Linked DNA regions of Gossypium hirsutum: region 2 is linked to region 1. The links are chromatin contacts, called in public Hi-C maps. All regions are on one chromosome and are shown on one strand. Each heading gives the region's core, a stretch centred on a gene start, on an enhancer-like site or on the middle of the called end of the contact. The rest is flanking DNA. Distances are from core to core; before and after follow the strand shown.

The links. Hi-C and Micro-C count contacts between places; a contact is called where the count stands out from the background.
Region 2: a contact with region 1 is called in a Hi-C map of leaf, with 2.4 times the contacts expected there. The contact joins the enhancer-like site here to the promoter of LOC107888713 in region 1. A contact is called at or near these places in 2 of 34 Hi-C or Micro-C datasets (both in leaf).

The regions. Positions count from the first base shown.
Region 1 is chrA09:12,017,469-12,020,416 of Gossypium_hirsutum_v2.1, forward strand. It overlaps LOC107888713 (glycerol-3-phosphate dehydrogenase [NAD(+)]), which reads right to left and starts at 1,273. Exons shown (of 11, transcript XM_016812893.2): 1 at 401-1,273; 2 at 85-161. The coding sequence starts at 731. LOC107888714 (pectate lyase) reads right to left here. Exons shown (of 3, transcript XM_016812894.2): 2 at 2,401-2,948; 3 at 1,807-2,314. The coding sequence ends at 2,090.
Region 2 is chrA09:12,150,466-12,153,165 of Gossypium_hirsutum_v2.1, forward strand. No RefSeq gene overlaps it. Among protein-coding and RNA genes, the nearest start is that of LOC121207271, 74 kb to the left of the region's middle. Within about 2 kb of position 1,451, at least 1 of the 9 cell types and tissues checked has an H3K27ac peak or open chromatin away from gene starts, as enhancers often do. A contact at or near this core is called in leaf, where this site is marked.

The DNA.
Region 1 (2,948 bases), core at 23-2,522:
ACAAAAGCAAGTCCACTTACAGGTTGAGAAAATCTACAAGAAAATAAACAAATGGACAGAAAATGAATGTTTTCAAGTGCTCACATTAGTTTTGTTAATGACATCTGTAAGCTTCTCACCCGTTTGCAATGTCTCCTCAAATACCCACATCCTCACTTCATCTGGATTTTTCATTAGAACAAATTGCAATTCAATTCCAAATCTAAAACCATAAAAACTTCCACTTAGTATTATCAAATCTCAATACTTCTAAACACAGTTAAGTAATCTTTTTCATCATTCCACCATATGAATCTCACAAGTTAACATCTTTGGTGAGCTTTTCCCCGCTTTCTAAATCATTGAAAGAAACAGATAATCATGCAAGAAACAAAAAGATGAGTGAAGGGTAGAGAAATACCATGAAAAGAGTTGAGCTTGAGAGTGTTAGAAGCAATGAGCTTAGCAGCAACACTACCCCAATTACCACTACCAACAACAGTGACCTTTGATTTAGAGCCAACAACTTGACCATCATTCCCAAAATTGTTTACAGTGTCAGTGTGATGGGGTGTTGCAGTTTGGGGTTCAGCTTCTTGGTGTGGGGGAGAGACAGGTTCAAAAGCAGGAGCCATTGAAATGAAAGTGGAGAAATGGGAGGAAGAAAAGATGAGTGGCAATGAAGAAATGAAAGTGAAGTTAGAAACGAGGGAGAAAGAGGAAGAAGAATATAAGGGGAAATGAAAGCGCATGAGGGCGGAGATGACAGACACGTTGTCGTCACAAACAATGAAACAAAGTTCTCTTTTATGCTTTCATTTGTTGAAGTTGGCGATCTACTCTATGCTGCTTTTGCTTTCTTCCTTCGGGTTTTCTTTCCAAGTCAAAACTAGTGCAAGTTTGGACCTTACTTTGCAGAGTAATTTTGTAATGACATGGTTGTTTTGGCAATTTATCAGTGAATAAAAATGAAAGTGAAACCAATGAAGGCTATGATCCAAAGAACAAAAACCGTCGTGGAACTTGGCTTGGGTCCATTTCAATATAGAAATATCTTAGACCCATTTTCTAATGGGTCAATATATTTTAGCCCAAAACTGGTTGGGTCAATAGATAGAGATAGATAGAGAGATACTTGATATTCATGGTAAAAGCAAAGGTCTGCAAGAAGATGATATGAGATAGAAGTTTGGTAAATTGCAATTGGCATTTGCAAATGTTTGAGACAGTGACTGACTTTAATTAATCACAATGTAATAAACATACCAAAAAGCTTGAAGCTATGAGTGCATGCGGGAGATCCTGTCTCGCATTCCCACTCTACTCAATCACATTGCGGTCTAGCTCAGATATTCAGTTTCTCCATGATTTACGCCCAAAACATGGCTTTTAGTTGCTCCTTTTTATATGAAAATTTTCTTCCCATAAGCCATTGTTTGTTTCACACATCAAAACTAGATCGCATGATTATTACTATTATTAATTTTCCAAATTAAGGTTTTTCATTTTTGGTTATTACTATTATTAATTTTTTAAGGAATACTATTACTATTATTATTAAGTTTTTATTAGTAAAATTCTATATTTTAATATTTCCAACGACAAAGAATATATTAATTGATCATTAATTGGGTTTGTTTGCGTTGACATTTTGGTACTTCAAAAGCATTTACTTTTTTCGGTGACAATTATCCAAACGCTCACAACATTTATAATTAATGCTTTGGTTTGACTTTTTATCCATGAAAACATTTAAGAGATATAAAATATATACTTTTTATAGGAGAATTACCATACCTTCAGTCCAAACTGAAAACATTATGTAGATAAAACAAGCAAAATTCTCCCTTATCAATAATGACAATCACTTTCATGAAAAAGTACACTTTTGCCACTTATAGCAGATTACATAAAAGCAACCCTAAACTGCAGTTGCATGCTTTGTTGATCTATCAATACAGAAAATTACTACAAATTAACTGTATAGGATTAATGATTAATCCATGTTGTGTTCAATTTCAGGCAACATGCAGAGTTCGTCGTTTCATTACATTCTTAAAAGAAACAAAAAGACTAAATTATAATTAAACTGCTAATTATAAGTTTAAAACTAGCAGTGGGAACCCCTTCTACATTTGAGTGCACCAGCAGTCATTGTCATTGTACCCACAAGAGAAGATGGTCTAGCACTAAGGCTCGAAGCCCTAGCAAAGGTTGAAGATGCACCAGAAGCACCGGTTTGCCTGAAAAAGGCTCCATTCAACATCAAGTCTCCTTCGGATCTCCAGTTCCAGCGTTTCCATTCACTCTCTGGTGCATTCTCATGCTTGGTCACCTACAAAAATCATTACATATGGTAGTGTGAAAATGGTGATATATATGAGTTAACTCGTGCTAATGAGGACTTTGAAAATTAATTACCTCCTTCTTTGATCTATCATTGGGTGCTAGAAACCTGTTTCCTTGGCTGTTGATAGTAGGGTTTGCACTGCCACCAATGGCGTACATTTCCCAATGAGTGTAATCGTTGTTCACCACATGGAAATATCCAAGTCTACACCTTGGCATTCTTTGAATTAGACCTTCCCCGAAATGGTTAAAGGCAACAGTGACTTGCATGTTTTTATCTTGCATATAGGAATCACTGTGGCCCAAAAGCATGACTTTATCATGATGGGTCATGTAGTTGTTTGATATAGTCACGGCGGTGGATCCATGGATGACATCGATGAGTCCATCATGACAATTCGACAATGAACAATGGTCAACCCATATATTCTTGCTGCCAAAGATGGAGACACCATCACCGTCCGATGGAGTCCAATGCCCTGCATGATGGGGAGAGTCTCTTATAATTGTACTACCCCCGGGTTTACAATCATGTATGTGGATGCCATGGATGATGATGTTCGACACATAATGGATGGTGATGCATGGTCCACCCGATATGTGAACGCTCGCACCTCGAC
Region 2 (2,700 bases), core at 201-2,700, 130 kb after region 1:
TTTCCTGTAAAATGAATTCCCTTTTGAAAAACGTAAGTCATTTTCCGGTAAAGAGCTCCAATATAGATAATTTTATTTTTATATAAAAATCAGCTTAAATCAAGCTTGACATTATTATATTAAAAATAAATTTTATTTTTATTTTTAAAAATATTTAAAATATTAATATAAAATATTATATTTTTCAATATTATCAAACATACCTATTTAATTATTTATATTTAGTCATATAATAAAGCATTAATATAATTTATTATTTTAACAAATATTTCAAATTTATTTAATAATAAATGTTAAAAATAATAATTTTAAATAATATTCATCACATTTTATTGAAAATATTCAATATTAATATTTTAAAATATTTTCTAAAAATAATAATAAATATTTATTACACTTATAAATATATTAATAATAAATGTTTTGAAGTATAAAGGTTAAAATCTATCATAAGTCTCTATATACTCTTCACAAATTTGCAATTTAGTCTCTGTCCTTTTATTAGAATTTAGTCCCTTTACTTTTCAAATTTGAAAATCAAGTCCAATTGTTGATATTGTTAAATTTTTTTGTCAAATTTGTTGATATCACATTTTTAAATAAAAAAATTCACTTGGTAATCATGCAACTAAAAAATGACGTTGTAATGAACCTAAATTTAACAAAATATTTTAAATACATGCAAAAATAATGTAAAATATAAAATTATAGATATAAAATAAACTCAATTAAATAATTAAAAGATAAAAAAATCTCGAATGTATATTCGTTTCATTGAAAACAAATTTTATAAAATATTTTTAAGAAATCTGTCAAATAATAGAAAATATTTTATATAAATTCATCCAAACACAAAAAAAATACAACTTTTTAAAAAATCATTTTTTGAAAATTATTCTAAATAAAACAATCGTACCCTTAGTTTTTATACTTTTAAAACTATGTATCCTGTTTAACAGAAGAGACCCTTGGTCCAAGCCATTGTTAACCTCAAGGTTCATATTAGCGAAGCTCTTAAAGTGACTAATAGAAATCTCTATGGGTTGGACTGACCGCTCGGCCCTATAAATCTTATCTAAACCTTAAATATAAATATAAATAAAAATATTTTGTAATATATGAAAAATAAAAGCATATCCTCAAATTGGATTCAGACTAGACATAATTATTTTAAAACAGGTAAATGTTCTGATTTTCATCATTTAATTTTAGAACAAGAAAAAGATGAATTCTGGATCTAATAATATAATGTTGTATTAAAAAGGAAAAAAAAAGGGGGCACTCTCCACCGACACTTTCCCCCCTTCTCTGTCAGTTACTTTTACGGAGGGCTTTATATGATAACAATAATGTTGCAATAAAAAAAAGGACACTTCACTTTCACCTACACTTTCCTCTTGCATACAATATAATAATTACACTCGTATAAACCTGGGAATATATGGGTAAAAGTTAACGGCTGGGATGGCCTCGTACAGATCATGTCTTTGGCGTTCCGTATGTATATGTCGCTTCTGGCCTATACCGGTATCAAATTATATAAGTTTCTTTATTTTTGTTTTGAATTCTGGTATGTTTTTATTATTTTGGTGTTTTGGTCTGTCTCAACTAATATGAATTTATATTGATGTATAATAACTAATTGGTACAAAGTTTTAATGTTTTAAATAAATTTTTAATATTTTTATTTTTGACCAATTAATATTCTTTTTTTATTTTTTTATTTTATGATTACATTAAAAATAAAATCTATTCATTAACCAAACTAAATTAAACTATTTAACCATATTAATATTGTGCTGACTTCGGTTAATATTGTGCTAGACATATAACTTGTTTATTTGTTGACATATTTGATCAAAATATTTTGATGATTTGCTTGTCTCTTTTTGAGGATTTTGCATCTAATCTTGTGTTTATCATTTGAGAAAAGACTGAATCAAGTAAGATTATTTTTAAAGAATTCTTACGTGATCTACCTACCTTGTACACTGATATATGCAATCTAAGAATATATGGACTGACTTTATGATATATATTTTTTATAATTATATGACAATTGATTTGATGAGATTTAGACAAATCAAGATGGAGTAAAGCTTACCTTGTGAAGATGGTTTTGTACTCTAAATATGGAAGGCCTGATCAACCTTTATAAAGAAGGCAAGTGTTTTTGAAGTGGCTATCAAAGTGCTAGCCGAAAGTAGCCACTTCACCTAACACTTCGACTGGCAACATAACTTGTATTATCTGGAGTTGGAAATCTTTTCAACCAAATCATTTGGGCAATGAATTAAATGATTTTGTAGTTGTGTGCTGACCCATATTTACAAATCCATCTCGTGAAGCAACAAATCTTTGAAAATTAGATTGGATCGAATCAAATCAAGCAATCGAATCCCTTGAAATATGAAGATTGCACCAGGACTACATTAAATACATATTTCCAAGTATTCTATTTTATATTGAACTTAATTAATACATTGTATCTTGCTATTAAATAGGGATTAAAGTTGATCTCTAGAATGTAAGCAAGTCTCGAATGTTTATTTATTTGAGAGGTTTGTATTGGTTTATGTATGGAATATTGAGAGCATTTATTTATTCATCGAGGAACATATTTTTTCATTGCAATTAAAGTGTAAATAAGTTGTGTTTACAATCTAAATTCTCAAGAGGAGGACTTAGAGGTGACTGCGT